Regions from separate parts of the Mus musculus genome. Here regions 2, 3, 4, 5 and 6 are each linked to region 1. The links are chromatin contacts, called in public Hi-C and HiChIP or PLAC-seq maps. All regions are on one chromosome and are shown on one strand. Each heading gives the region's core, a stretch centred on a gene start, on an enhancer-like site or on the middle of the called end of the contact. The rest is flanking DNA. Distances are from core to core; before and after follow the strand shown.

What was found. A called contact is a pair of places that touch in the nucleus more often than the background predicts. HiChIP or PLAC-seq counts read pairs in DNA pulled down with a chosen protein or histone mark.
Region 2: a Hi-C map of the N1E-115 cell line shows a contact between it and region 1, with 2.7 times the contacts expected there. The contact joins the enhancer-like site here to the promoter of Antxr1 in region 1. A contact is called at or near these places in 13 of 39 promoter capture datasets (the 3T3-L1 cell line, 3T3-L1-derived adipocytes, the HPC-7 cell line and 10 more), 4 of 484 Hi-C or Micro-C datasets (the N1E-115 cell line, bone marrow-derived macrophages, muscle stem cells and 1 more), 10 of 115 datasets of contacts at active chromatin or transcription factors (DN3 thymocytes, T-cell acute lymphoblastic leukemia, bone marrow-derived macrophages and 7 more) and 4 of 9 other capture datasets (adipose tissue, liver, macrophages and 1 more).
Region 3: a contact with region 1 is called in a Hi-C map of uterus, with 3 times the contacts expected there. The contact joins the enhancer-like site here to the promoter of Antxr1 in region 1. A contact is called at or near these places in 9 of 39 promoter capture datasets (the HPC-7 cell line, cranial neural crest, embryonic stem cells and 5 more), 6 of 484 Hi-C or Micro-C datasets (the N1E-115 cell line, bone marrow-derived macrophages, cortical neurons and 3 more), 12 of 115 datasets of contacts at active chromatin or transcription factors (DN3 thymocytes, T-cell acute lymphoblastic leukemia, bone marrow-derived macrophages and 9 more) and 4 of 9 other capture datasets (adipose tissue, liver, macrophages and 1 more).
Region 4: a contact with region 1 is called in an H3K4me3 HiChIP or PLAC-seq map of bone marrow-derived macrophages, with 4 times the contacts expected there. The contact joins the enhancer-like site here to the promoter of Antxr1 in region 1. A contact is called at or near these places in 31 of 39 promoter capture datasets (the 3T3-L1 cell line, 3T3-L1-derived adipocytes, the C10 cell line and 18 more), 1 of 15 datasets of contacts at CTCF or cohesin (CD8 T cells), 89 of 484 Hi-C or Micro-C datasets (the 3T3-L1 cell line, 3T3-L1-derived adipocytes, the AML12 cell line and 68 more), 18 of 115 datasets of contacts at active chromatin or transcription factors (CD8 T cells, PVALB interneurons, bone marrow-derived dendritic cells and 14 more) and 5 of 9 other capture datasets (adipose tissue, embryonic stem cells, liver and 2 more).
Region 5: a Hi-C map of cortical neurons shows a contact between it and region 1, with 1.7 times the contacts expected there. The contact joins the promoter of Arhgap25 here to the promoter of Antxr1 in region 1. A contact is called at or near these places in 8 of 39 promoter capture datasets (the 3T3-L1 cell line, cranial neural crest, embryonic stem cells and 3 more), 9 of 484 Hi-C or Micro-C datasets (the HPC-7 cell line, the N1E-115 cell line, adipose-derived mesenchymal stem cells and 4 more) and 2 of 9 other capture datasets (embryonic stem cells and pancreatic islet).
Region 6: a Hi-C map of cerebral cortex shows a contact between it and region 1, with 4 times the contacts expected there. The contact joins the enhancer-like site here to the promoter of Antxr1 in region 1. A contact is called at or near these places in 8 of 39 promoter capture datasets (the 3T3-L1 cell line, 3T3-L1-derived adipocytes, the HPC-7 cell line and 6 more), 15 of 484 Hi-C or Micro-C datasets (the C2C12 cell line, the MC3T3-E1 cell line, MC3T3-E1-derived osteoblasts and 9 more), 5 of 115 datasets of contacts at active chromatin or transcription factors (craniofacial prominence, embryonic limb bud, fibro-adipogenic progenitors and 2 more) and 2 of 9 other capture datasets (adipose tissue and macrophages).

What each region holds. Positions count from the first base shown.
Region 1 is chr6:87,334,067-87,337,839 of GRCm38.p6, reverse strand. It overlaps Antxr1 (anthrax toxin receptor 1), which reads left to right and starts at 2,065. Exons shown (of 18, transcript NM_054041.2): 1 at 2,065-2,543. The coding sequence starts at 2,398.
Region 2 is chr6:87,159,946-87,163,711 of GRCm38.p6, reverse strand. All of the region lies in intron 17 of Antxr1 (anthrax toxin receptor 1), which reads left to right. Among named protein-coding and RNA genes, the nearest start is that of D6Ertd527e, 57 kb to the right of the region's middle. Within about 2 kb of position 2,256, at least 51 of the 459 cell types and tissues checked have an H3K27ac peak or open chromatin away from gene starts, as enhancers often do. A contact at or near this core is called in the N1E-115 cell line, embryonic limb bud and muscle stem cells, where this site is marked.
Region 3 is chr6:87,141,254-87,145,127 of GRCm38.p6, reverse strand. All of the region lies in intron 17 of Antxr1 (anthrax toxin receptor 1), which reads left to right. Among named protein-coding and RNA genes, the nearest start is that of D6Ertd527e, 38 kb to the right of the region's middle. Within about 2 kb of position 1,292, at least 18 of the 459 cell types and tissues checked have an H3K27ac peak or open chromatin away from gene starts, as enhancers often do. A contact at or near this core is called in muscle stem cells and uterus, where this site is marked.
Region 4 is chr6:87,083,106-87,086,949 of GRCm38.p6, reverse strand. It overlaps Gfpt1 (glutamine fructose-6-phosphate transaminase 1), which reads right to left. Exons shown (of 19, transcript NM_013528.3): 16 at 1,571-1,698; 17 at 479-646. Among named protein-coding and RNA genes, the nearest start is that of D6Ertd527e, 20 kb to the left of the region's middle. Within about 2 kb of position 1,874, at least 13 of the 459 cell types and tissues checked have an H3K27ac peak or open chromatin away from gene starts, as enhancers often do. A contact at or near this core is called in the G1E-ER4 cell line, bone marrow-derived macrophages and granulocyte-monocyte progenitors, where this site is marked.
Region 5 is chr6:87,530,918-87,534,847 of GRCm38.p6, reverse strand. It overlaps Arhgap25 (Rho GTPase activating protein 25), which reads left to right and starts at 1,589. Exons shown (of 11, transcript NM_001037727.2): 1 at 1,589-2,022. The coding sequence starts at 1,962.
Region 6 is chr6:87,182,432-87,186,482 of GRCm38.p6, reverse strand. All of the region lies in intron 16 of Antxr1 (anthrax toxin receptor 1), which reads left to right. Among named protein-coding and RNA genes, the nearest start is that of Gm38851, 39 kb to the left of the region's middle. Within about 2 kb of position 1,847, at least 106 of the 459 cell types and tissues checked have an H3K27ac peak or open chromatin away from gene starts, as enhancers often do. A contact at or near this core is called in the C2C12 cell line, cancer-associated fibroblasts, cerebral cortex and 5 more, where this site is marked.

The sequences.
Region 1 (3,773 bases), core at 816-3,315:
CTTGAAAAACAAAGACTGGAGATTTCTAGAATCCTTAAGTAGTTTTCCTATGTCAGACAAAACGTCCGAATAGTCAAAAACTGTCTCCTTGTTCTTTTGTGACCTGGCACAGCACAGGATTGAATCACTTCCTCCTCTCACTGTAAAACTGACAATTTGTTAATGTCAAATGGTAAATGGAGGTTTCCCAGGGCTTATTCTCCTGATGCCCACAATACGTGGACTGTTGAGACCCTTTCACACCCTAGCTTTTACTTGTGTAGCTGGGGGAGGAGGATCGAGAAGAAGAGGATGAGGAGGAAGAGAAGGAGAAGGAAGAGGAGGAAGAAGAAAAGGAGGAGGAGAAGGAGGAAGAGGCAGAGGAGAAGAAGGGAAGGAAGAAGAGAATGGAGCAGCAGCAGCAAGCTGGAGATGATCCTCTTGGATCAAAAGGCCTCTGCATAATCTTGACAGAGAGGCATGGTAGCTAGTACACTCCAATACCCGAATGACTCCAGCTACTTCTCTGCCCTCTCTAGGGCCACATTTATCCTAAGGTGTGTGTGGGGGGAGGGGGGCACACTCTTCTACAATCCTCACTTCTCTGTAAACATTTTGAATGAAATTGCCCATTCTGGAACCTAAGCCTCTACCTGTTCTATGCAATGGTGGGTTTTGGCCTTAGGGAGCTCTATCAGCGACCTTTTGCTCTCTCCCAGGCAGACCTTCTAGACCACCCCCAATCCCACCCCATAATATTCTCAAGGCATTTCTCTGCCACCCAAACTCTTAAAGAGCTCAGAGGACACCCAGGACATGAGAATGAGATGTTCTGAACTGCTAGCTTCTCCTGTCCCTTGCTTCCCTGTAGGGACATGTAAACCCTATCCTCCAGGCTCAGATCACTTCCTTTATTACACTGTCCCCAAGTTCCTCCTTGTCCTGGACCAGTGCCCCTCACCCCCTAGTTTTCCAGCCTTCATTGGTCCAGCTGGCTTCTGTAGAGATCCCCTCCTCTTTCTTATCACAGAGCTTAGTGGGGCCAAGATGGGTTTTCCTTGTTTGAGGCAGTAAAAAAATTATAGAAAAAGCAACTGTAGTCAGTTTGAGTATTTTTACTTCTCCTAATTATTTTTTTTTTCCTGCAAACAGCAACTTCAAAAATGTGGGTGCTAGTAGGTGTTACCTGAAGACAATTTTATGAACAAGCATGCCTGGAAAACTGTTAAATCAACTTTCTTCCTACAGAAATTCTCCAGTGTTTAAATTAATAACAGGCATGTATTAGTTACCTGTGATTGAGTAACAAACCACCCCCAAGCCAGCAGCTCAGAGCACAGGCAAACACTGCTGCCTGCTTTCCAAGGTTGGGAGTCAGAGGAGGGCCAGGTCAGGTGCCTGCTTGGGTGTCAGAGGCTGCAGTCACCTGAAGGCTTAGCAGGCACTGGAGAATTAGCAGTGAACAGTTAATCCTCAAACAAGTCACCAGGGTTGGTGTTACCACAAGACTCCCTAAAACGTGGAGATGCGGACAATCTAGATGCCTTGGCTGTTCCAAACCTCAACAACTACATTCGGTGGCATTGTCTGTGCAGATTTTAACCAGAGCCCTTTGTGATCTGCAGTAAAACTATGTAAGATCAAGCCTTGTGCTTCATTTGCACAAAGGCTCCTGTTTGCAAAGTCCTGGCCTGGAGTTGGAGTCACCCTGCTCGAAGGAAATGAGTTTTCATCAAATGTTTACAGGGACTGTATCCGCAGATACAGAAGAGCAAAACAGAAAGAAGGCATGGGGGTTGGGGGATGGTTAGAGAGGATGAAGACCTGGCCGTGGAAAAGTTAAGAAAGGAGACGAAAAGGAAGGATTAATTAAAGGCGTGCACCTCACCTGAAAACTCTTAAGATTTATCCCCTGCCAAAAGTCCCCACCCAATTCCGCCCCAGCCAAGGTCTAGGGGACCCCAACATTTTCGCCGCCCTTGGCCACAAGATGGCACTCTTTAGACTTTTTCCAAAAAAAAAAAAAAAAAAAAAAAAAAAAAAAAGAAGGGAGGGAGGGAGCAAAGACACCGCACTGCCCCAACCAAGAACAATTTGAAAACCCACCCCATCATACTTAAAATCTAGGACAAAGAGCCATCGGGACGGAACTGCTTCGACTGCAAAGCTTCAAGCGCAGCCTGGGAGCGGCCTGGTGGCCCTATCCCGGCAGCTCCACACAGCAGAACGCCCTGGGTCCCTGAAACTCGAAACCCGGGCTCAGAACCAGCGGAAACCAAAGCGAAATCCTTGAACTTCTCTGAACAATTGCTTCCGGGCGTTTGCTGAGAGCCGGGGGACCTGACCGGAGCCCAGGCCGCGTATGGCGCGCCCCTGATGTCACACGGACGCCAGCGAGGCCAGCGCTCCGGCTGCAGCATGGACCGCGCGGGGCGCCTGGGTGCGGGCCTGCGGGGACTCTGCGTGGCTGCACTCGTGCTCGTGTGCGCCGGACACGGGGGCCGCCGCGAGGATGGGGGACCAGCTTGCTACGGAGGATTCGACCTCTACTTCATCCTGGACAAGTAAGTGCCTGGAGGATGCTGCTCTGGGGCGGGCGGTCCCTAGGGCGCACCACAGCTGGCCGCCGGTCCTCAACTGCGGGGCGTCTGAAATGCTTAGCCTGCTTTCTTTGCTGTCTCTGGCCCGGAGCTTGCGAGTCCAGGGAGGATGCAGTTGGCTCTATTTGTCTTATTGCTTTCCAATCTTGGGAGAAGGAATTGCAACCAGAAGTAGAATTTGCAGACACTTCCAAAGTTGGAGACGTGGGTATTCTTCAAAATTAGCCACCTCTTTTTACAAAATGTAAAAATGCAGTCTTTGTTCTCCATGGCATGATGCCTGTTGACCCGGGGCACTTGTGGAAGTCCAAGGCACGGATTCTCCACCTCTGGGGTTCCAACTAGTTTTTGTGCAGACTTCACCATCCGCTTAAGGGCTCTAAGCACCATTTCTGCCCCCTACCCTATAGACAGAAGCCAGCCACAAGGCCACTCTTCCGCCTGATTGGTGTTAACTAAAAATGCTTTCAAATGCTGGCAAATGTCTCCAGCACCCCTTGCCTTCAGAACTGAGGTGTAGATCAATTTGGGCTGATGGTTTTTGACTGATGGGCTGCCAGGGAAACCAGCAAGATTACTCCTTACTAAAAGGAACTTTGCTTAAGGAAGAACTGAGTTAAGTCCAGTTCGACACTTTCCAGATCCCCACAGGGTTTGCCAAAGCCACAGTTACTCAAGTAAGCTTCATGCGCTCTGCTGAAAAGCGGCTACAACAATAAAAAGTGCCTCAAGATCCGGGCTCCTTAGATCTGTGCCAGTGCCAGGAGAGGCGCTTGCAGCTACAGTGGTAGGGAGGTGAATTTCACAGACTGGAAAGTATTTGGGACTTGGAACAAGAGTCCTGAAAAATAAGCTGGCCGCTGGACACCAAATGTGCTTCACAGTTGCTGCTGGGGCTTGATTTTTTTCCGTAGAGGCTGTTTTGAGCTCCAGGTACTTTGGATTAAAAAGCGAGGTCTCTTTCTTACAGATTTACGAGAAGGTGGATACTGAAAATTCAGGGCTGGGCTAAGAAATGGAAAATCTTTTGTGCCTTTAGCAGGTGGGAACTGGAGCCCCTGCGTTGGGGAGCCTCTGGGACTGTGTCTGGAGGCAAAGGTGCTCCCCATTGTGCCCCTCTAAGGGGACTTGGGGGCTGGATCTGTGCCTCAGTCAGCAGGATGCTATAGAACGTATAAGCCCTAGCACCACAAA
Region 2 (3,766 bases), core at 1,007-3,506, 170 kb after region 1:
CCAGCTGCTTGGTTCGGCATCCCTTTAGTGCCTCTTACATCCTGGAGCCTAGACAAAATGTCCACTTCAACATTCATGACACCCATCTCAGATTTTAGTTATTCACATTTAAATATAAGCTTCGTGGGGGCTCATCTGTAACCTATTCATCCCACATTCCACCAGCATGTAGTAGGTGCTCCCTGCATAGACACTGGAATTGTGAATTAACAGTAACTAGGGCAACCTCCATGTCTTCAAGGATTAGACATAGGAACCGAAACGAATCCCACCCCTGCCTCCAAGAGCTGAGAACCAAGTCCTTGCTAGGCAAGCACTCTATCACTGAGCTCAGTTCTCAGCCTCCAAAATGATTCTTATTCAACATTTGCTGCACCTCTGGTAGAGTGCTGGCCACAGTAAGTCCTTTAAAAAATGATTGTGAATAAAATAATGAGTCTAGGCAAGGGGCTGCAGTGTGCACACAGCCAGGATGGCCTTCTGATCCCCATCCCCATCTCCAGTGTTGGGGTTACAGGCACGCGCCACTACATCTATTTTATGAGGTGCTGGAGCTTGGACCTCAGGCTTTGTGCATGCTAAGCAAGCACTCTCCACTGAGCCACATCTCCAGCCCAAGTGTAGGCAGAATCCCTGACACCATAGCATCTCTCCTGTCCTTCCTCCAAACCTTCACTTGGCCACATTGTTTAAAAGTGCCAATCATGGCTCCTCTCTGCTACATGAGTGTTCCTTGACAATGCAGATCTCTCCACCCAGGACAAGGCAGCCATCAGCCACCGCCCTGGGCACAAGAAAGGGCCAAGAAGGCTGGCATCAACAGCCTGCAAGGTCTGAGAAGGGAGACAGTGGGCAAGGGAGGGGGCACTCTGAGAGATTGGCAAGAAACATAAAGAGAAAGGTGAGGCCAACATGTTGAAAGAGCTTCCTGTTAACACTTCATTCTCGCACACGACTGTTAGGAATCAGTTGATTTTTAGAACTGGAAAGAATCAATAAATAGATCCTGGGTTTTCAAACAGATCTGAGTCAAAGAGAAAGATGCTCACTTAAATGAATCTTTACCAAGCTGCCAGTAAGAAAAACAGATAAATGATGTTCAACTGGTTCTAAGTGAATAAGAACACACACACATACAGATAATTACATGCATACAAGCACATGAATATACATTTTTTCTATGCAAATATATACCAACGCATATACATACATAGTATATACATACAAACACGCACATATTCATATATACACATGAAAACACATAGGCCAACAAATATAGACAGTCAGTTTTCCCACAGGGTTCCTGGATGTTCATTAAATAGTGTGTCCAGACACTGCGAGGATAGACCCTGAGCAGCTTCAACCATCACCATGATCAAGAGATGTCCAGAGCTCGGAGAAAATGAGCAAGCAGTAGATGGAAGTCTCCTTTGATCAGAGTTGACTATTCCCTCCACTTCCCAAAGGCCATCTATTCTATCCCACACATTTGAGGAATCAGAGAAAGAGCCCTTTCATAGGACCAATAAGTACTATGGATTTAAGGCCATGAACAACCATTTCCCCAGTGCTCAGCCAGCACATGCGCACATCAGCCAGCACTGCAGTTGCTTGAAGTCCTCAGAGCCATGCAAACTGCAGCTAACTGTACAACCCCGCCATTGTTCTTCCTTTCAGGGAGAAGTGATTTGCTGAGGCACAGATAAAACTACATCTGTCGGCCAGTCTGGGAATCCAGTAAGATTTGAAGGGAAAAAAGAAAAGAAAAAAAAAAAAAAGAGGTTTGGCACAGTTTGCTCTCTGCAAACTTTTGCACGGAGGTGACCACTGCTTCCTGTCTTTGGGACTTAGAAGCCATCTGTTTAATAATGTGTCTAGGCTTTTGCCAAGGACTTCAGTCAGCAGTTCCCACCAAAACTGCTTGAGGTTTCAGGACCTCCTGCCCTGGCTGCTGGGTAGTGTCCAGGTCACAGATATGGCCTCTCCATCTCTGTCCCTCTAGGTTTTATCAGAGGGATGGGCCACTGTCCCGTAGACAGTTCCAGTCCGTGTAATTATTGCTGCATTGGCAACCGTTGGAGCTCCGGGAGACTCGAGAGCAGACTTGGAAATCAAGCCAGTCTCCTCCCTTCAAGCCATTACCTAATTACCTCTCTGATCCTGAGAGATGAGCTCATGGCAGAGAGCTAAGGATTCGACATGGTTCTGTGCGTGGTGTCTGGTGCATATTTGCATGGCTGTTACTGTAAGGAAGTGACCTCATGCATCCACTCCTGTGGGGTGGGGGAAGGCAGAGCAGTCATGGGCAGAGTCCCACGTGGGAGGGGGACATTTACGGGTACACAGTTGGGTTACTTTTCTAGATCCTGGGATACATGCAGAAAAGACTCTCCCTTAGACAGCCTGGATTCATATAAAAGAAATGCTGAGAGGTCGTCTGTCTCCAGGGCTCTGAATCTGCAGACCCAGGTCAGATACAGGTCTCAGAGGCCAGCCACTGCTGGCTCCTGGAGGAACACGACTTGCTAAATGCACACAGGGTGTCTCATGGGCAGAGGCTTCCCAGCAACTACTGGCCCTAAGGGAACTCACCGGGGTAGTTGAATATTCCCTGAGATAGCGTCAGAATGGAGGCTGCTCCACAGAACATTATAAACCCACCATGGTAAAGACAGCCCTGTGTGAAAGGTGAAGAAACGCCACCCCAGGCCCTTCAGCTACGGTGGGCTTTAGAAAGAGACTGGGCCGATTTCTAGAGCCAGTTTGGTTCTTTTGTTTTGTTCTTGAGTGAGGGGTTGCCTGGGAATTCTTTTATTTTTTCATTTTCAAAACGATGGAGGTTGGGGATTCTTTCATAGTCTCGTGTTAAAGATGTGTCAGAAGGGAGATGCCACTGGCTGTCCTCTGAAAACAACCAATCCAGTGTGCCATGGCTTCAGACCGTCAGAGAGAACTCTGGAGAACTTAGCTCTCCTGCGTAGGCAGTGACCTGGGTGGGTTTGGCGGGTTGCTTTTTCCTTATGTATCTACCTCTGGCTGGATGATCTGGGTCTGACCCAGAAAGAGTGCCACTCCCTGCTCTAACCTTGACCAACTTCAAGCAGGAGTCTGAAGTCATACTGAGAATAAAGCCCCAACAGCCAGGAAGCCAGCTCCAGAGGTGAAAGGCATCCGCAGCATCTGGCCTCGTAACTCATGTGTTACCCCTCAAGGCAGGGGCAGTGTAATAAATTGTGCCAAAGACTGGAGGGCCGCAGGCCAGTTATAACAAGCCAGGAGCCTTAATAGCCACTCTGTTTTGACACCAGAAAGCCTTTCTCAGGTCTGCTCATGCTGTGGTTCAGAGACTGTATGCATAAACACAAACACACTCCTATTGCATGTGCTCAACTCATAGGAAGCCCCAACAGCACAGCCGCCTGGCTGGCCATGGCAGGCGCCTCTCCCCAGCAGCCTTTGATGGCAGGAACTTGATCCTTACCAGGTCCTGACAATCCTGTCATTGATTCTCTGTCCATTCAGAACGTAAATGATGTTGGACCAGGAGCCCTTGTCATGACTAGAAGGACGTCTTCGGCTCTCTGTAGCCTCCTAGGAGGAAAGCTAGTCCACGGAACCTAGCTGGCATCCCATTACCTACCAGAAGGGAAATGTCAAGGGGCTGGAGAGGTGGCTCAGTGGTTAAGAGCACTTGCTGTTCTTGCAGAAGACCCCAGGTTCAGTTCCCGGCACCTACATGGTAGCTCACAGCTGCCTGTAACTCCAG
Region 3 (3,874 bases), core at 43-2,542, 190 kb after region 1:
AAATTTTTAAGGGAACAACCCAGTAGAGAAGTGAGCAGAGCTTGTGAACAGGCCAGGAACTAAGGGTGTGGACAGAAACCTAACCTCGCATGTAATAAAACAACCACCATAGAAAGGACTCCACTCCCTCAGACCATTACACTGGAAACCTTCCCAACGTGTAACTGTGATTGAAGTCATCATAAAATAGTATTGCGACTACAAGTTGTTATCCATTTTTCTAGAAGAAAAGTTGACAATATGATCGATCACTGTGTTACACTGCATTAACTAACTCAGTGACTCTGCCTTGAATGACCAGTGGGCAAATGGAAGCAGTCCTATTATTTATAGCAGAGAGAGCTGGATTCCTACTGCCTCACAGTAAAGAACTTAACTACATCTCATGTTTCTGTGAAGGTTAAAAACATGAAGGAAGTTTGGGATCTACAGATGGTCAGTTAAAAATCCTAGCATGGGGGTGGGGCTCCAGAGCCACACCCACAGCTGTGGAGCTATGGGATTCAAAGGAAGGGAGACTCGCTCCTTTTTAGAGGTGACCATTGCCCTTGTACCCGTGGATAACCCATAGCCATATGCATATGGGCAGCTCTAATGGGACTGAGTGGATGACAGAGGCACCTAAAGCAAGAAAGGAGAGCCATTATGAAGAGGGACGGAGAGGTGTGGAGGAAGGGAATAGGGGGCAGATAGAGTTTATAGTAGACAGCTATGAAAGTTTCAAATAGTAAAACAAGAAAAATAGCAGGGACGTGAAGAGCCAGGCAGGGTTCAATGGCAGAGCCTTTGCCAAGCAAGTACAAGGTCCTGGATACAAGAGGCAGAATAAAGGGAGGGGTACCCATGGCATGTTATTTAATTTTTATACAGCCTGATTTGACTGTTGTAAATCCATGCACTGCATGGGTGTCTGTGATTTCTAAAACAGAAAAGCACAGAGGTATTTGAGTCCTGTTACCTGTGTTTCTTCTCCCCTCCTCTTTTTCCTCTTTCACTTCACGTATTTTCCTAGTTTTCAACAAATACAGAACTTTGCAATCAGATGAAAGGGAGCCGTATATTAAATAAATCATATCTCAGTAATAATTACTGACAAAGCGTGTGTCCCACTAAAGATAGGCCATTTTGTTTCCACCCTTCCCTTCGCTTCTCCGGCTCCCTCGTGCTTCCAAATATTTCCTCCACGCTTTCATCTTACCCCTGGTTTTGGCATCAAAAGACACGATTACAGAGAGCACGCCAGCTTGTGTGTCAGCAGAATGAATTAAATAATCAAGAGAGTTGACCTTGGATCCTTTTCCCGGACAGCACATAAAGAGCAGGCTAGGAGAGGAAATGTATTACAGACAAGCCGAGCCTGAGGTTGGAGGGAAGGGGGCTGGATGAACGCCTGCTGTTCACCCCGACAGCACGCTTTCTCTTGCCCTGGGCTCACACAGTACCTGTTTATCTCTGTCATGGAACTGGGCCTAGAATGTGAGTGCTGTCACAAGAAAAGCCAGAGCGTGGTGTCTTCTTTTGAAATGATGGATCGACATTAAAGTGTAGGGTTCAAAGACAGAAAAGAAAGTGAGGTAGGCCAAAGAGATTCCCAGGAGCCGGCCAACAGCTTGAGTTAAGAGCTTGAGTATCCTGTAGGAGGGAGACACTGAAAGTCAAAAGCAGAAAGAACACTGAATGTGTGTGTGCACTTACTACATATATACTTTATATACTGCTATATATGTGTGTGTATACATATGTATGGGCGTTTTATATGTAAACCTGTAATGTTAATGGAAAGGCAGGGCCAGGGAACCTTTGAACTACTTGACTTTTGTTTTAGATGTGCAGTAGTGAGAAGGGGGGAGAATCTCAGGGATTTAAATGTCCTCTTCTGCTTCTCTCCGACACACAGAAGATGGTGCCTCCCACCCCAGTTTTCACTTCCAGGGTTGGTTCTGCCTGCCCGCCTACCCCTACTTGGACATTCTGATTCTCAGGAGAGGGAATGCTACTGACCCAGCTCAGGTTAGATGCCTGGCTCTGGTCCAGTCAATGATGGCACCATCACAGATCACTAGGGTCCACTAGGGTCCAGCTGTTCTGAGTCATTAATTCTGTCTCCCTCTAGACTGTATCTTCTGGAGGGCAAGGCCCTGATGCTTGCCCAGTACTGGCTGAGGCCCCTAGTGATTGACAGACAATGCAACTGCTTCAGAAAGGACGCAGTGACTCAGAGTGGAAAAAGGCATGCATGGGAAGATGCTGCTCTGAAGTCCATGTCCTAATGCAGCACTAGTGTGCCAACTTCATCAGTTACAGCAGCAGACAGCAGTGAGCCAAAGAGTTTTATGGTCTAGCCTGAGAACCAGACATTCTTTCCAAGATCAATTTTCCTAACCACCATCCCAAACAGCCAACTCCAAACAAACTTTGGAAGATTAATCCTATTGTAACTTGAGAAATACCTACAGCCCTCCTAACAAGACAGCGCATGGGAAAACTAGGTCAGAGGAAAAGGTATTTGTAGAGAGAACTTGGCTTGTATGTTACACTCTTTCCGTGATTGCTTTAGTATTCTCTCTGTGAAATCCAATTTCCTTGAATGACCTCTGTTCATAGGAAACTATTTGGTTTAATTCGTGGGGCCATGGCATATGTTTAACCATCTCCAAAGGCCAGCTCCGTCTCTGCTGAGCATGCCTGATACCCAGATGTTTCCTAACACTCAGCACTCATGAGCTCACCCCTGGCACATTCTTCGCACACAATCACCCCAAAGCTCTTCTCACATCTCCCCAGCATCCCACAGGCTCAAACTCAGAAACTCAGGGGCCAGCTTGAATCCTCACCTGGGAACCTAAAAACAAAAGGTGAAGCTTCCAATGCTGCAATTTCCCGGTTTACTAGGGTTTCCGAGACCTGAGGAGCAGCTGGAAGATATGCATTGCAAGGGATCAGAGCCAGCCAAACTAAGCAACATAAAAAGATGTGCAAACTGGCCGACCAAAAGAATCCAATTAAACTGCAGGCAAAGGGTTCCACAGCCACCCAGATCTGATGGAATCAGAGCTCGGGGCTGAAGGACCCCCAGACACATCTAGCCAGTGCAGAAGATGAAGGTGGTGACGGCTTCAGAGGTGGTAACTTGCCCCAGGTTTCCCAGCAAGAGTATGTTAGGGACAAAACAAAGCAAGAGCCCTGCCCCTGGCAGAGCACAGTCCCACACTACCAACCCCCTGTCTCCACACTCTCTACAGTTCAAGGAATAAACCTGAGTGTTGTCAAAAAGACCTCGAATCCCAACCATGGAATTAGGCAAAGGGATTTGTTAGGGGGACAGTTTCCTTTACAGTAATCAATTAAGCCCTGAATTCCATCCCCTGCATGACATAAATACTAAGTGTGGCTGTGCATGCTTGCAACCCCAGCACTTGGGGATAGAAACGCAGCCATCCTTGGCCACATAGCAAGATCAAGGACAGCCTGAGCTACAGGAAACCCTACTAGGAGAGGTGGGGTGAGACCAGAGAGCACACAGCATCCTTACCGTGTCTCCCCAAGAACTGCAAGCATCCATAGAACCCATGGTAAGGTGACTTGATGTCTACTTCTGAAAAGTTAAATGTATGAGGACTATGTGAGCGTTTAAAGATTTCCCTGAACAACTCTACAAAGATTATCTGTCAAGTGACAACTTAGACCTTGAGATCTTAGTAGGAGCCCTGACCTCAGGGACAGACCCTAAGGCTGCCTGGGAAATACTTGAGAAGAGAACCACGTACTGTGCTGTTTGTGTCATCGGAAAGTATCACAGAGAGCTTAGATGGACCAGTCCTGCAGGTAGAGCAAAGAGCACATCACAGGGTCTCATGTCATCGTGGGCTATGGG
Region 4 (3,844 bases), core at 625-3,124, 250 kb after region 1:
AAGTTCTTGGGGGCTGGTGAGATGGCTCAGTGGGTAAGAGCACCCGACTGCTCTTCCGAAGGTCCAGAGTTCAAATCCCAGCAACCACATGGTGGCTCACAACCATCTGTAACAAGACCTGACTCCCTTTTCTGAAGTGTCTGAAGACAGCTACAGTGTACTTACATATAATAATAAATAAATCTTTAAAAAAAAAAAAGTTAAGTTCTTAACAGTGTTAAGGTAAAAAGAAAGAGCATTATGTTAACTGTCGGAAGAAGGAATTTGGAGATGATGGCCTCGTTTTGGTTTAGTTCTTCTATTATGAGAGAAATGATGACTGGGTATCATCAAATTATACATAGAGAGCAAAGCAAAGGAGTTGACAAGTGAGCGTGTTTGTAATGTACTGCGCCTGCTCTATCATGCAAGTACAAAATCCACCTGCGCCTTAGTCACCACACCGAGATCTCCAGGGCACTCACAGCACTTGGCCTACCTGCCGTGCAACCACCTGCTGAAGAGCGTTCTGGCACTTGGCATAAGTGTGGTCTCGCATGATGATCATGATGACAGGCATCAACTTGTCCACCAAGGCCAGAGGGCCGTGCTTGAGCTCACCAGCAAGGATGCCTTCCGAATGCATATAAGTAATCTCCTTGATTTTCTAGTATGAAAAAACAGAGAAGTCTTTAGCTCACTTTTCAGAATTCCACTTTTAAGAAAACATTGAGCCGGGCGTGGTGGTGCACGCCTTTAATCCCAGCACTCGGGAGGCAGAGGCAGGTGGATTTCTGAGTTCGAGGTCAGCCTGGTCTACAGAGTTCCAGGACAGCCAGGACTACACAGAGAAACCCTGTCTCAGAAAAAAAAAAAAAGAAAAAAGAAAAAAGAAAACACTGCACAAAGCATCTGAGATGGTTAGGTCTCCCAAGATGTAGTAGAGGCCTACTGGTCTGGGTTGAATCTGTAAGAAGATTCTTAAGGCTTCAGCCTACCAAACGCAGAGCCCGCTGCTCTGCAAACATTCATCTACTTGCCTTATTTTCATTTCAATTTCTTATCTAATGAACCTTGGTCTGTTGCACGTATCTTGAATTGCTAAGCCCAAGTTATCATGGAGACATTCTTCTGGGCCTTCACTTTTGAGTTGAGTCCTATGGCTCATTCTCAGGTAAATAAACCACAGCAAACACACACAATTCAATTTACGCAGTCTACAAACACGTGGGGAGTTAGTAGGATGCTTCCACAGGTAAGATGCACACAACCAACGCACACCACCAAGCCTGACTATCCAAGTTCAATGCTCAGGATTCAAACAGTGGAAGGAGAAAACTGACTCCTGTTTAAGTTGTTCACTGATTTCCACACATGCGCTGTGTATACCACCTCCTGCTCCTGCGCCTGCGCGCACACAAACACATACACACACCACACACTCACTCACTTGAATGGCAAGGCTCAGTGATATAGTGATTACCTGGCTCTCTGTGTTAAATCCCTAGCATTATGGGATACATAACAGTAAATGTTCCTTGTCCCTCCCTAAGTCACTAGAGTGAAATCAACTGTAAGTGAAACAACGTACCAGAGCCCCTTCAAGGCATGTAGCATAATGGTAGCCCCGCCCCATTATCAGGACCGACTTCTGGTGGTAAAGCTCCGTCGCCAGCTTCTGGATTTCATCATCCATGCTCAGCACTTCCTTAATCAAGTCTGTTAGGGCAGAGATCAGAGCAGTCTTGAAAAATGAGCAGTGCACCTCACAGATAAGCAAACAACAAAACGGCCAGTTTTCTTTTCTTCTGTGATATCAGTATGAAATTCCCTTAACACATGGAAGCAAAATCAGAAAGATCTTATTAACTCTGCAGCTACAAAGTACAGCTTCAAGATGAGAACTTCAACCACTGCCCACTCTCTTACAAATCAAGCATATAGAAACTAAGATCAAAAGCCTTCATTTGGACTTTTCAGGGGATGGTGGGCCAGAAGACACCTTCTGTAACACAGTCAGGGAGGAGTCGGATTTAAAAAGAAAGGAAGGAAGGGAAGAAGGAAAACATGGAGGGAAAGAGGGAGGGAGGGAGGGAGCCTCAAGGAGCCAGCAATGTATCTCCACTGGTAGAGTGCTCAACTAGTATGCGCAAGTAACCTTGGGCTCAGTCCTCATAACTGCATAAAATTGGGCAGAGTGGAGAACACCTGTGATCCAAGTACTCAGAAGGTAGAGGCAGGAGGATCAAGAGTTCAAAGTCCTCCTCCCTACATACCCAGTTAAAACTCACCCTGGGCTACAACACAGACAGTCTCAAAAATCAACAACAAAACCAAACACAAAACAAAAACAAAGAGAGAAAGAGAGAGGGGGAGAGGGGAGAGAAGAAGAGGGAGAGAGAGAGAGAGAATGAGAATATGAATCACTCTTCAAAACACAAAGAATCAGAAGAGCCACCAGGCAAAAAAGTAACCAAACAGAACACAGCTCCAGCCCCATGACTGGGAGAAAGGAAGCACAAGTTTCACCCTGAGGAGGGGATAAGAAAGCCCTACCTACAGGACAAACTACAGCCCTCAAAGCCTCAACCAGGCACTGGTCTGCAGACAGTGATTCCTCCAGCAGCAATGGGGTTCCAATCTGTCATTCTCTATGTCTCAGGGGGCAGTGGCCAGACACCATCTTAGAAAGAAACCTACTTCTTATAACTGAACTAACCAGGGCTGCAGAAATAGCCTATCAGCTAAGAGCACTGGATGACCTTTCAGGGGACCCAGGTTCAATTCCCAGCACCCACATGGGAGCTCTTGACTATCTATGACTCCAGTTCCAGGGAATCTAATGTTCTCTTCTCACCTCTACAGGTTCTTGCATGCGCATGATACACAGATAGACATGCAGGCAAAACACCTCTACCCATAAAATAAAGTAATTAAATGTAAAAACTGCACAACTCTGGGCCTGAGTACAGAGAACAATCATAGTCAACGCGCTGAGGGTGGGGTGGAGGTGAGTCTCTGACCTTCAAAACATACAGGCAGCCCGGCAGTGAAGTGTATGGGAAAGGCAGGAAAGGCAGACTGCTCTAGGTACCCGGGAGGCAAGCTCACAGCTGTAAATAACTCTAGAGTCGATGGGCCTTAGACAGCTCTGTTCACTGCTATGGAATCCAGACGCACTCACACAGTGGTTCTCAACCTGTGAGTGTGCCAAATGACCCTTTTACAGGGGTCACCTAGGACCCTGAAAAACACAGATACTTACATTACGATTCTTAACAGTAGCAAAATTACAATTATGATGTAGCGACAAAAATAATGTTGTAGTCACCATCATTCAAGGAACTGTATATTAAAGGGTCGCAGTGTTAGGAAGGTTGAGAACCACTGCTCTAGCAAAACAGGAAAAGCACAAAAGACTCCAGCTCTCCAAGCCATCTGAAGCCGGAAGAGTAATGCAGACGCATTTGTCACAACTCTCCATCTCTGACTGCACGACGCAGTCAGTGGTAGTCACCAACACATGGCTCTGACAGAGCCCAACATGGAGAACCACAGAACAGAGGACCCAGGAATAGACCACATGGTTGCAGCCACCATTTCTAACAAAAAATGTCAAGAAAATACACTAATGAAAAATCACCTTTGAAGAAAAATTACCTTTTCAAGAAGCACACTAGGAAAACTGAAGATTGACAAATATAATTAGATCCATTATTTCTCACCAATGTGAAATATACTAAAGACTGTCTTGGATATGAAACTCCGAAAGTACTGGAGTAAATCATATTGTGAAAATACTTCAATACGTTGCCAAAGGCAAAGACTTCTTCAGAAGGACTCCCACTAGTACAGGAAATGACCA
Region 5 (3,930 bases), core at 340-2,839, 200 kb before region 1:
AAGCAACGATGTACATAACTTGGAACTCAAAAGTGGTCTAGTCTGGAAACATCCATACATTATATATGTGGGCCATTATCTATGTGGTGTAACTAAAGTCTTAGGGCAGCCATGATCATCAAGATGATAAAGATGTATCTTTACACCCACTGTAAGCCCAACTTACAGTGAGAGAAAGGATAAAGAGAGAAACCGGACATAGAGTACCAGGAAAAGAGGCAGAAAACCAGTCTGGTTCACAGAGTTCTACAAATTGGCAGCGGCCACCTCTGTCCATTGCTGATAAGGCTGAGAGGTGAGGATGGAGACCTGGTTCAGTGACAGGAAAGCTGTTGGTGTCTTGAGAAGCCACTCTATGGGGTCCTGGGGGCAAAAGCCTCAATGGGAGAAATCCAGGAAGGAAAAAGAGGAGCGATCACAGTAAGTCCAACAGTCCTTAATTTAAAAAAAAAATTCTCAGAAATAGTCTATAGCCAAAGGAGGAAGTAGTGTCAAGAGAGATTTTTTTTGATATGAAAAACATTGTAGTGCTAATATTGATTGGAAAGATCCAAGAGAAAATAGAAAGAGGAGATGGAGCTGAGCTGGGGAGAGGTGAGGTGGTCCATGCAGCAGGTAACGGGAAGGTGGGTCACCTGTCCATAGCCCGTGGGAGGTGTTGAAAAGCAGTTATCCAGGAGAACTGAGGTAGATGGCCCAGGCCCCAGGCATGTGCGGTGTGCTTGGTGATTACATGGAAGGCTTGGAGCCTGCAGAAACCTCATAGCAGCCCTGCAAAATCAGTCTGTTAAGTGCTACACTTACAGATGAGGGAATCAAAACAGAAAATAATGGTTCAAGAGCCACATCCAAAGTCAACCGGCCTGAGAATTTGAACACAGCAGTCTGGTTCGAGGACCTATCAGCTCAACCGCTAGCTCAAGGTGACCTATTTGAAGATGTAAAAGTCTGCCACAGACTGGGCTAGATAGAATGAAGGTCAAATAAGTGCTTGTGGGGTATTGGCTGTGTGTCAAGAGTCTGTCCCACCAGCTTCTGCAACGACTCCTTACCCCACAGTTGTTAAGGATCCTGTTTCTCTGAAGAAGTCGTGGAGGCCCAGGAAGAGTCTGTTAAAAGGGGAGGAAAACTGAATTTTTTTACACATGGTGGTCTGGTTGTAAACGCCACAGCATACACAAGGGGGGAGAAGCAGTGACCCTTTGTGTGGCTCTGCCTGGCTGGAATCAAAGTACCTGCTGGAAACCTTCTACCCAAGCAGGTGTGAACTATGTGGTCCTTTCACGGCAGGAATTTTTAAAGATGCTGCCCATTCTTGGGCAGAATGCTGGCTGCCTGCCTGGCCTCTTTTAGCCGCCAAAATCTGGAGTCAAGGAGGCGAACACAGGAGTCCAGGCACATGGCGAGAGCCTTGGGAGTCTCTTTCCATTTAATTAAAACCACAGTCTTATAACACAAACATGCACTAGCTTTACAAAGATTTCTAAATAACATCTTCTGAAGACAGTGTGCTCATAACGCTACAACACTGAACAGCCAGCCACTTCCTCAAAACGCAAGGAAGCAGACAGTTAAGAAAAAAAAAAGCAGTTGTTTATCACAACTTCACTTCAGTAAGGCCTGAGATTCTGCCCAGCAGGGCTCTGCTTCCCAAGAGGCAGTGTCAACTGGGACATTTCTGGTAAATCTGAACGCAAAGCAGGGTGCCAGCCCCTGGGGGACTGTGGGTGGGACTTGGGGAGTTTGGGTGCCATCCCCGAGTGACAGATGGATGGACGGTTCATGAGAGAGAAAGGAGGAGACACGTGGGCAGATCGGTCTGGAGCGTAAGAGTGCCTGCAAAGCAAGCAACAGGCAGAGAAGGCAGAGGAACCGAAGTGAAGATCAGAGAAACAAGAAGGGCACAGCCTGTGACACACTGTGAGCCACTTGACCAGCTACTCACCCACCTCGGAAGCAAAATGTCTCTCAAGCTGCCAAGGAACTGGGATTTCAATTTGAAAGCGGAGGCTTCAAAAATAGGTAAGGTCGGGGTCCAGGTATTTCCTCGGGGTTCTTATGCGTGAGCACCCACTATTTGCATTCTGAGTTGTGGGAGCTCAGTCGGCCAAAGCACACCACACAACAACACTGAGCTTGGCAGAAATGTGCATTCGGGTGGACGAGTCCTGAGAAGTTCTAGTGTGCTGGGGTTGGGGGGGTTCTCTTCTCTCTGGGGGTGGACTATGTGGGTCAAGGGAACTTGGATGGTTTCGGCTGTGCATTGGACACAAAACTGAGATTTTGTTTCTGTCATTGGAAAGTCGGTTCTTTCTGGCATGGCACGTCGTCTAACTGTTGAATGGCTTTCAGTAAGAGGACAGAGACTCGAGTATTTTGAAGTGATTCATCTGTGGATGAATTCAAGGGAGTGTCACATTTTTTGTGAACCCAGAGGCCAATGAGGGACTACCTATAGTTAAAAGTAGACAAGGAGAACAGGGTGAGAGAATAGAGGCTTTTGAAGTATAATAACACTATTCTAAGGAACAGAACGTGGGAGAACGCAGGAGAGTTGGGAAAGATAGACTTTAGTTAGTTATGAAGGATAATTCGAGGTGTTCATATCATTTTCCTCTAACAATGGTGATATATATTCGTCAAATCTATTGTTTGCTATTATATAGATGTCTTGTTTTCTTGCCACCCCCTGCACCATGAATTCTCGCTCTGTAGCTCTAGTTGGCCTGAAACTTGCTATGGAAACTTAGATTCACAGAGTTACTTTAGTGCTCAGATTATCGGCATGGCCTGAATACCTGATATTTCTTCTGTTATTAAACTTTAGTTTTAAATTGATCATAGTCAGATGAAGCACACACACACACACACACACACACACACACACACACACACACACACATACACAGAGACACACACACACACGACTATCTACTCAGTGAGATAAATTTCTTGATTTTAGGCTTTACAGTGTTGAGGTATTTGCAAACAGCATGGAAGGATTTTGCTTAGAAGAAAGTTTTGGCCAGATGGTTCATGGTGGTTGGTGTGTTAAAATAAGTAGTTCACTAAAAGCTCACAGATAGGAAGCAGGTCAGAAAAGGGCTTTGAAATGAAACTGAAAGTAACCAGAGAAGCCATTTATTTTGGTGATCAGGAGCCCACATTTCCAAACAGAGCTGGAACTGTGTGCCAAAGCCAGCTCCAAGATGTGACACAGGGAAGAAAGAGCCTTCTCTCCTGCCCATACAAACATACTCTCACTAAGTCACTCAGATTAATTTTAAGGTAGAATATCTGTCCCTCTGCTCCTTGGTAAGTGTCCCACCTCCCCACTGTGAAGGCATTCCGCTCTCTCACCTTCCATATTTCAGCTAAAGATGGGACACTTGGGAAAATAAATGTTAGATTTTTTTCAGCAGTATAGAAAATCACCTCATTGGATTCTCAGGCCTAGGATTAGACTGAGTGTAGTTCCATAATCTCTTCGAGCAGTTCTTACAGGTGTCCCCCTGGGTCGCTTACTGTAGAACACCCTTTACTCCTGGAAACACAGAGTCTCAGAGTCCACCCCAACTGTGAAGTCAGGCTCTCAAGAGGGTCCCGCCATCCTGCCTTTTAATGAGCATCTCTATCTGATGAGCTGTCAGTTCCCTGAGCTAAGCGCAGCAGGGCTCCGTCACTGTGCAAGTGGCGCAGCTCCTAGCGCCTGGACCCACTGGGCAAACAATGTTTGAAGTCTGATCACCAGAATTCAATATTATTTAATATCACTTAATAATGTATAATAACAAGTACATACAGTTTAGAAGAGTCTTTGCTGTTACCCGTGACATCTACATGTTTGTCACTGCATAGCAGAGTGTCACATGAACTGGGATCTAGATTATAGGTAGAGCCAGCTCCCTGAGGAGAAAGTACCTGACTCAG
Region 6 (4,051 bases), core at 598-3,097, 150 kb after region 1:
TAGGCATGTACCATCATACTAAGATCCTGGCTCCCAAGTTTCCTTAGCCACTGTAATAAACCACACCTTTTCTCGGTGTGGCTCCCAAACCAGCAGCATCAGTCTCACCCAGGAACTTGTTAGAAACATAAAGTGAGCGGTCCCACCCAAGAGTGGCTGTATCAGAGCCTCCAGTGTAGGGCCCAGCATCTGGGTTTGAAGAAGCCCAACAGGTCACAGACAGTGTTGCTGGAGGCCGGGCTGGGTCCCAGAGGACAGAAACTGGTCGCCTAGGTTACTGAAATGAGCAAAGAGCCTGCCTGCTTGGGGTGTTGTCAGGAACCTCAGCAAGGAAACCCACGTTACAGTTCACGTTGACCCTGATGTGACATTTTTACCACCCAGCGCTTTGATGTTAAGTGAGTTGGAGTCACCTCGCAGGACACATGGAGGAAGCCCGTGAGACTGGTGTCTCTCTCACCTGGTCACGACTCTGGTTGAGGTCATAAGCAAGCTTGCAAGGTCCTCTTACCTGGTAGAACAGCTAATGCCAGCGCTCACATGCCCATAGCTAGGTAGGAGATGGGCGGATCACAGTTAAGATTATCTCAGGTTTATGAGCCTTCTCACTGGATTTCACCCCTTGCGGGCACCAATTATCCTTTGAAGCCCCACTAAACAGCACGGAGCCTGGCACAGAGCAAAGACACCGCCAGCTCCCACTGAAGAGCTGAAGCGTGAAGCGTGGTCCAGAAACCATTCCAAGCCCCAAACCTGTTAGACCACACAATGGCACGCTCTGTCCAGGAAGAGGCCATTTGATGACATGGTTCATGAAGTGGGGGCAGAAGTGCAGAAAGGACCTGAGAAATCCCGAGAAAGAGCAGATGTTCCACCAGCAGCAGTCCAGCTCTCATGTGTTTAAAACCCACATTTCATGCTGAGCCTTTTCTACTTAAGAGGCCTGTGGGCATTAAAGGGACCTCATAAAATACTAAGTCTCACACGGCACCCTCTCTTGGTGTTGATCACAGTTCTGCACCCACACAGGAGGCACACTGCAAATGGTGAGGCTAACAGAAAGTGAGCTAGGCTCAGAGGCCCCCCCAGTTGCCACCAGGTAATAGCAATAAGAGGAGCTGTGGTAAGGGGCAGAGATTAGCATCCTTCATCGACCTCACCAGCTGTTTCCTCATGACCCAGGGACAAAAGATGACTCTGACGTTTGTTTTACTTTTTAATGTTATAAGATATATTTTGGTCATAATTCTTTCTCTTTCCTCTACCCAACTTCTCTCTCTCTCTCTCTCTCTCTCTCTCTCAATAAGAACAAACAACAAGACAAAAAAATTACCCAAACAAAACAAAAACACACCAATAATCGTGCAGTGTGTTTTGTGCTGGCTAACTACTCCTGGACCTTGGCCTGCCTTGGAGTGTGACTGACAGATCCTGAGGTACTCCATTGGAGACATTTTCTGGCTTCCCCTCTCCCGACATGTATCAGTTACAAATAGCCCCTTGTTTAGGGACTTAGCCCACTGCCCCTTCTCCATGATGGGATGTTATCTGCCTTAGACTTGTGCAGGTCCTGGTATGCTGTCACAAGTTCTGTGAGTTCATGGCTATCAGCCCTGTTGTGTCTGGCACACATATGAGTTCGCAGAGACTGTGGCTTTGACATTCTTAACTGGTTATATATGTTTTTACATACCCTCCTTAGTTTTGCCTCCTACAGAGGCCTCTAGTCTTTGTTCTTTGGCCCCTTCTAAAAGGTGTATGTAGACCTAAGTCCCCCACAGCACCCTCTCTTGGTGTCTGTCACAGTTCTGCACTAACTCAGGAGGGACACTACAAATGATAAGATTAACAAATGGTGAGCTAGGCTGAGAGGCCCCTGGGTGAGGCCGCCTGATTAGGAATACAGTCACCACAGGGAGCCAGGGAAGTTGAAAGGGGACAGAAAGGACAAATGCCACCATTCACCCTCACCTCACTCTCAGGTCCTAGTTCCCCATGATCCATGGGAAGCTAGTGGTACAGAGACAGTATGCAAAGAAGTGCAGACAGTCGGTGAGGACAGGCGGCTCCTGAAAATGGTCAGTCTGTGCTGTGTCCACCTTCCCGTCCCACTGTGAACAGGGAGAACCCCACACCTAAACAGTCAGCAGAACCCGGGACCATGTCGAGCTCTCCAGCAAAAGTGGCTGGAATCAGATACATAGTGCAATGGGTACCCACCACCTTCCTTCTTTCCCGAGAGCTGAGAAGCAGGTGGGCGCGCTTGATAAGCAGTCCAGCAGGAGCTGAGGGGAAAGGATTACAGTGGGCTCCTCCTCCTGTCCCTGCATCCATCGTACCCCATGCTATATTAGGACACTGACCGCAACAACCACACTCCCCCCCATCCTCGCTCCAGGCTCATGATGGGGGAATTTCCCCTGGTATTTAGTTTCGTTTTCCTCTGCTTGGTTTTTGCTTCCCCGATTTACAGCACCCCATGCTTCTCATTAAACAGAACTGGCCATTGCAGACAAGTTAAGTCATGCCCAAATACATGGCCACCAGCTGGATTAAAACTAGGACTGATTGCAGACTTCGGAGAAATTACCCATCCCTTTTCCCAGTAGCTTCTGCACATGTCAGGGAGTGAGAGAAATGGCAGCTAAAGGGCCAAGCCAGGACCTGGCTTGAAATATAGACAGGCTGCTCCCTGCAAATGGCAGACTGTGAGCAACGGGGTTGTGGATTAAACTACCATGGATTTCCAGCTTTCTGTCCAGAACAGTGCTATAAATGGAGCTATCTTCAAGTTTCCATCTCAGAGCTGAATCCACGAGCTAGGATAGATAGTCCCAAAGAGCCCCCAAATGGGAAAAGAGACACAGCCGTGCTCGAGGGTGCTTTGTGTGGCGATCCGCTAGGCCTCACCATTATACAGGTGAAGCCGCATAAACCTTCACCTCTCTCCGTGCACTTAAGTTATGGCCTGAAGCAGAGAGAGGTACGGTGTGGGAGCCTGGCGCTGGTAAATCTCCCATTTTATAGTCAAGCTGTGTCAACTTCATATGGAAGAAGCTATTTTTAAATGCCAGCTAACACACCCTGGCTGGGACGCTGGGGTTTGTGGTGGAATCTTCGTCATAGCTTCACAGAAGCAGCTGGCATTTTGCCTGGGGAATGAAGGAAGACCAGAGTCTAAAGTACATGTTGTATGCGGGCTGTGCCTGATGGATACCCTAATGTGACAGGGACAGTGCCCCTGCACACACACACACACACACACACACACACACACACACACACACACACGGCCTTAGGGAACAAGAGGAAAGCTTTAAGTGACAGGTTTCTGGGCTCTGAGAAGATTTGTTAGGAACTTAGCTGACCGTAAAGGGTTTTGGCTTTGGTTTTCACTTAACTGTTAAAATATATTATTGAGTGTGAGGGCAAGCACAATAGGGAGAGGGACACATGCTACAGCTTATGTGTGGAGGTCAGGACAGCTCTGTGGCCGATTCTCTCCCTCCTCCTTTTTGTCGGTTCTCGGGCTCAAACTCAAGTCACCAGTTTGCATGGCCAGCTGAGTCATTCCACTGGCCCCGGAGCTAACGTTTGTCCTTAGCCAGTTGTGACCACTCTCTTCCCTAATGCTTCCTTCAACTCCCACCTTGGAAGCTGCCTGATGCAGGCTCAGGAGGAGGCAAAGGCAGTTACCCACATTGCTTGTGCCACAAATGGAGGGCTCACCTGAGAGACAGTCAGAATTCAGGACGCTGCAGAGAAAATGGAGTAAGGTGGTCTTGCCTTGTCCAGAAAAGCTAGAGACAGCAGCTCACCTGGGCAAAGCACTTCACACAGGTCAGGTTGGGTTCCAAGAACAACCTTGAAAAGTAGAATTCCCCCAATACACACACACACACACGCACACACATACCCCAACAAATATACACACAAACACAACCACCCATACACACCAACACACACACACACACCAACACACACTTGTACATACTTATACACCCTACACACACACACACCCCAACAAATATACACACAAACACAACCACCC